Regions from separate parts of the Pan troglodytes genome. Here region 1 is linked to region 2. A link is a contact called in public Hi-C data. All regions are on one chromosome and are shown on one strand. Each heading gives the region's core, a stretch centred on a gene start, on an enhancer-like site or on the middle of the called end of the contact. The rest is flanking DNA. Distances are from core to core; before and after follow the strand shown.

Region 1 (2,953 bases), core at 261-2,760, 330 kb before region 2:
CAAAATCAGCAAGTAATTTAGTGAATGGGTTTTCATAGAAGATGATAAAGGGGCAGAGTTTCCCCTCTAGGTCAATGTAAACTGAGCCAGCACAAGCAGAGAGAGGAGTCCAGAGGCAGAAGTGACCATAGGAGCCTAAGTCCCTGAGGAGTAACATGTAACTCAGGGAAACTTGATATTCCATGGACCATGGACTGGGAGATTCAAGTGAATAAGACCTTGGGGTCCAGGAGATGGGGAGGCCAGGCCTAACTGAGGCTTATACTTTAAGGGTGAATTTATTAAACAAATATTATACAAAATACGATGAGCTGATAATAAAACATTCTTTGTTCTTAAATTTATATATGTGTGCTTGTGTGTACTAATACTGAGGCCCTTAAACCACTAAGATTTAGGATTCTTAAACAAAACAGATTAGGTAAAGTTTGCCTTCCAAAGCCAAGGGGAGAGGGGTGGCCAGGGAAGGAGAATGTTCTGGCTGGAAAGGAGACAAATTCTGAGTAAAGGAAGCTGAAGGACAAACACTTCTACTCAGGATTTAGCATTGGCAGGACTGTTTGGTGTGTAGGAATTTAGAACTGGGTCAGTATTATTTAAAGGACTACAAACCTGGTCTTAAATTTAAAAGGGGTGTGGGGGTGGAGCATGGCAGGTGGTGAACCAAAGGAATTTACTATGATCTGAAAAATAAGCTTAAGTACTAACTCCACTGTGGGCAGGGAGGCAAGAACCTTCCCTTTTTTGAGTTGAAGATAAGCCTCTTCAGTCTGAACTTTACTAAATTCCACTTCTTCCTTTTCTATAAAACAAGGTGAAGTACTTTATGCTAGCTATCAAAAATCATTGACTGCATGTTGCATGAATTTATGAACTTATTATGCTAGAAAAGTGTTCCTTGGCTACTTCATATGTATATAAGCTTTCTCCCTCAACACAGTTTCTGCTTTTTATTTTTGGAATCTCACATAGCCTATATCTTGTTTTCAGAGTAGATACTATCACTGTGGGTGGCTGAGTTCTCATCTATATGCAACCAAGGCTAACTGGCTCTCTAGGTTACCTTGATGCCACCCACTGAGAGTCCTTTCTGGATTTAGTGATTTAGTGCTGCTTATTTTCACCTTCTCTCAGGATGGAGCCTCAGAATAGAGACCAGGTTGAAAATCAGTCTTTTACTTAGAACCATGAAAGCAGATACTACATCTTATCCGTCTATGACCTGGTGACCTAGAAGCCATTAATTTGACATTACCAACATACCTCCACACAAAGACTTTATAATCTTCAGTGTGAGAATTAAACAAACAAACAAAAACTTAAAACAACTTTGGAGAGGAGAACGATAACCTAAATTTTAAGCATAAGAAAATCCCTAACAAAAAGATCCAACTAATTGCCACTGGGGGGCGATGGAAGTTCATGAACTGCTCTGCTAATCCCTGAGGCAACTGAGCACTTTAGTTGGTTTATTTATTCAAAGCTGGAATTTGGACGTGTGAACCATCAAGCTCAGGGAAATTCCTGGATGAGGAACACAGTCCTGGGAGAAACCTACCAAAGATGGAATTAGCACCTTGGCGAACCACCTTCAGCGCAAAGAACTTTCTTTCCTTGTGTGTCTTAAGAATTTACTTCAGTTCCCTTCTGTCTGAAGCAGAGGAAGCCAAGTTAAACTGTGAATAAGCACGACAACAAAGAAGAGTTCTTATTTATCACTACCTGCAAACACATGTAAGTGCACAGTTTAAACAGCATTCAGACATCTCACAGCCACTAGGATCAGAGTTTTGGTGTGAGTAGGCCTCAGTTGGTAACTTTCCTGAGGAAAGGAGGGAGGTTATAGAATTTATGTTAGGAAATTCTGAGTCATAGATAACACTTTAAGTGACAGTTAAGGAATCTAGTAAGAGGGAGTTTGGACAGGTTTAGAAAAGTACCCTATGGAAACAAAGGAGAAAAAAAAAGTATCTTCACTGCAAGAGTAATATTGCAGCCACTTGGTGGCGTGTTGTGGGCTTTATTTCTCCTTCCAGATTCCCTCGGTGGTGTCTGGAACCACTGGTAGGATAGGGATCCTGGCACCAGACTTTGGCCAGCCCAGTCATCAGGCAATATCAATGTTAGGGGTCCCGTTGCTACTTCTACTTGGTCTTTTTTCCCTTCCCAAGATTGCCAATAAAGTGTCATCAGCAGCCGGGTGTGGTGGCTCATGCCCGCAATCCCAGCACTTTGGGAGGCTGAGGTGGGCAGATCACTTGAGGTCAGGAGTTCAAGATCAGCCTGGGAAAAATGGTGAAACCCCATCTCTACTAAAAAAAAAAAAAAAAAAAAAAAAAAAATTAGCCAGGCGTGGTGGCATGCACCTGTAATCCCAGCTACTCGGGAGGCTGAGGTAGGAGACTCACTTGAACCCAGGAGGTGGAGGTTGCAGTGAGCTGAGATAGCACCTCTGTACTCCAGCCTGGGTGACAGAGCAAGACTCCATCTCAAAAAAAAAAGTGTCATCAGCACAAGAATTTGTCCTGCTTCCACTCCAGGAAGGGCCAAAGGAGACAAAGAGATATGGAACTTAAAAAGCAAGTCTAGAATGCACTTTTGTGCATAAGACATAAATATATCCATGAAATCATGTTGCATCCCCTGTGTAACAGGCTCTCCATTTCAAAAGCCCTCCAACTTGGCATAGGGATGACCTAAGGGCTCTAAGATTGCAGCTAGGATAAGGACCCATGGATCCCAACGCTCAGTGCCCTATGTCCTCTGGAAGTTGCTGACACATGTTTCTGAGGGACACTCAGAAAACCTGGAAGCATGTTATATTAGTGAGGACATTTTGGATTTTGAGTGAGAAGTCCAGCTTGAGTTAACTTAAGCAGAAAAAGAAATTTTGGGATCACACTCTTAGGAAGTCCGGGGTGGGTAAAGCCTCAGGAAGGGCTGGATCCAGTCA
Region 2 (2,981 bases), core at 148-2,647:
GAGCCACCGCACCCAGCCAAGTATAAAAAGAATCTTAAGGAAGATAGTTCTGAGCCACTTTCCACAATTTTAAGAACAGATAAAAATAAATAGCTAATTATAATAAAATGAAGAATTTAGAGGAGCTGTGCAGATTAATTTCCCTCATAAGGAACACGAATATGAGGCACATGATTGATGAAAGGGACATTTCTCCTGGGTCTTAAAACTAATTGACTACCTACATAAACACTAGCCTTGATGAGTTTAGTCAGAAAACTATAACATATTTTTCAATAGGTGATCTTCCAATGAATAGATAAACTTTTGCATGCCTTCTTAAGATGGTAAAATTAGTTCCCTGGTATATACACTGGACTCACCTTCTGCATTGCATCACCTCTCTGAGATTTGCCCAATTTGGGGTCCAAAGTGCAAATGACCTCAGTCACCTCCCAGAACAAAGGACTCAACAACTTGGCATCCCTCTGAAACACAGAGTGAGGAGCCAGTGAGTGAAGCCATTGTGTGAAGCAGGTCCTCAAAGACTAATTCAATTTGAAGAAAGAAAATTAAAAACAGGATAGAGTGTTACATGAATGGGATCAACCTTAAGATCCTTCTTCATAAGCCAAATCTCACTGTTTTTAGTGTGTTCTCCACATTAATTCATGTAGCAGTGGCAACGTGCAGTTTGCAGTCTGAGGGAAGAGATGAGGGCGGACCCTGGCTGACATGTTGCCATAGAGATGACATTTGAGCTTCTTTGGAGTGGCGAATCTGATTAGTCAGTTCAGCGTTTCCCCTCATTTCACTTCATTACACAGGAAAAGAAACTCCTAAAAAGACTGTTTCATGTGTATTTGTATTTGATTAAAATATAAATATTTTTCCTGCCAATTCATGGAGGGAAATGGCAGGACAGTCAAAAGCTCAGCAGTATCATCTCAGCTAAGAGCTTACACAAAAATCCGTTTGCCCTGATGCCACAATGAATTGAAACATGAAACCAACAAGTCGAAACAAACAGCATACTTCATGCTAGAGTAGTCGTCACTCAATTATCCTTGCCTCCTTCTGTCCAGGCGGTATGAAGCCTCAGTGCAGGATTCAAAGTCTCCAGATATTTGCCTTGATTTGTTGGCCAGCTTTAGTTAATCTTTTTATTGAAAAGAACAGGAGTGGGAAAAGAAAATGAGGGAGTTAAACGTAATCTTCGTTTGCTTAGAAATGTGTTTGTTGATGGCCAAGCCAAATTGAAGGTATTTTTCAGTTCTTGTGTGCTTCTTTGAAGAAAAGAAAGAAAAAAATGGGTCCCAGTGGAAATGGGAAATGCTTTCTCATAGAAGGAGCTTTGCCGTCTCTGTGTTTCCGAGGGCATACAACAGTCTCAAGGCACAGAGGAAAGAGTGAGGACAGAGCTTGCTTCTCCCATGTCTCCCATCTAATGCCTTTGTTTGGTGGCCCTGATTGAATAACACGTATTAGTAAACAGCCAGTAGATGGCACTATATGGTTTACTGCCACATAGCCTACTGGGCTTTTTTTTGTTGTTGTTTGGGGTTTTTTTGTTTTGTTTTTTGTTTTGTTTTAAGGCGGTAGGATAAAGAGGGTTTAGCTCTTATTTTCAGCTTACTAGCCTAAGAGCTATCTGACTATCAATTCTGGCTGTTATAAAGTGCCATCATGGGTTATTTGGATACATTTTCTAAATAGGCAGAGCAGGAAAGAAAAAAGTAAAGTAATATATCTCTTTTAACAATTGCATGTCATGATATTGTGTAGCATAGTCTTGGTATCATTTTCAAGTTTTTGTAAACGATAGAAAATTAGACAAAAAAAGTAGATTCCACACTTTCATGTCCCCTCCTACATGTGTGCACACCCATTCACACATCACTGTTGGACAGTTCTCAGAAGTTTGTTGTCTCCATATACTTTGTTTTGTGGCACCCCATTACTCATTTGCTCAAACAGAAAAGGAATTCATGGAGGTTTGGAGCCGTTGTTATATAAAAACTGGCAAATATGGTGGAATATACCCTAAGAAACTAACAGAAGGGGAAGAATATATAAATAACCCTGCCGGAAATGTCCTCCAAAGTTTATGCCCTGGATGGAGAGTTAACACTGCCCCCAAGGACCAGTCCTGGCCATTTCACCACTGGGGAAAGTGTTCTTTCTCTAAAAGTGAGGAGGAGAGTGAGGGTCCTTTCAGAACTAATATTCTTGTATTCTGTTGAATGGTAACTGAGCCCCCATTGTCTTATCTGCCCAGAGCCATAAAGTCCTTTGTCCTAGAGGTAAATGAGGCATGCAGAGTTGGCTCCAGAAATCATGTGACTTTGGAACCAGTGACACAAGATGATAAGATAGGGACTGATTCTATATCCTCAGCATCCTACTGCACATTGAAAGTGACACGCCCTTCTGACACATCACCTTTGTTTAATGAGAACATTATTTCTTGATTGCCAAAAGACAAATTTAGCTGTTATTCATAATTTTTTAAATGTCTAAGACTGGCATTCTTATTTTCTTGTTCTTTTTTTTTATTTAGAAAGGGCTATTTACAGTTATATAGCCTTTAAATCTACATTAATTTATTATGATTATAAAATCAAGATTTTCCTCAAGCTTTTAAGTTCAACTTAAAAAAAGTTTTATTTTTCTGCTTATATTAATAATACCAGTATCTTTTATATATAATAAAAACAACTCGTTTCACAGAGGGTTTTGATTAGAGTTAAATTTGAACTGAACAATTTAAATTCAAACAATTGCTCTCATTTATAAACTTAATTAGCAAAAATTCTTTATACATGTTAGTGTACATTTATAAAGTCAATATATTCAGTTTTCTGTTTAACCATTCAAGTATCTATCTAGCTGGGCAAACGTACAACCCACACAAGCAAATTCTTTCTAGAAACGTAAACAACTTTTATAAATCTAATAAATACATTGATTTATTCAATAAATATGTATACTTAATTTCATTA

What was found. A called contact is a pair of places that touch in the nucleus more often than the background predicts.
Region 1: a Hi-C map of stem cell-derived neural progenitor cells shows a contact between it and region 2, with 3 times the contacts expected there. The contact joins two enhancer-like sites. A contact is called at or near these places in 1 of 7 Hi-C or Micro-C datasets (stem cell-derived neural progenitor cells) and 1 of 1 other capture datasets (stem cell-derived neural stem cells).

Annotation. Positions count from the first base shown.
Region 1 is chrX:11,688,623-11,691,575 of NHGRI_mPanTro3-v2.0_pri, reverse strand. The region is part of intron 2 of MID1 (midline 1); the gene reads left to right. Among named protein-coding and RNA genes, the nearest start is that of MID1, 10 kb to the left of the region's middle. Within about 2 kb of position 1,510, at least 4 of the 24 cell types and tissues checked have an H3K27ac peak or open chromatin away from gene starts, as enhancers often do. A contact at or near this core is called in stem cell-derived neural progenitor cells, where this site is marked.
Region 2 is chrX:11,358,632-11,361,612 of NHGRI_mPanTro3-v2.0_pri, reverse strand. The region is part of intron 3 of MID1 (midline 1); the gene reads left to right. Among named protein-coding and RNA genes, the nearest start is that of MID1, 340 kb to the left of the region's middle. Within about 2 kb of position 1,397, at least 7 of the 24 cell types and tissues checked have an H3K27ac peak or open chromatin away from gene starts, as enhancers often do. A contact at or near this core is called in stem cell-derived neural progenitor cells, where this site is marked.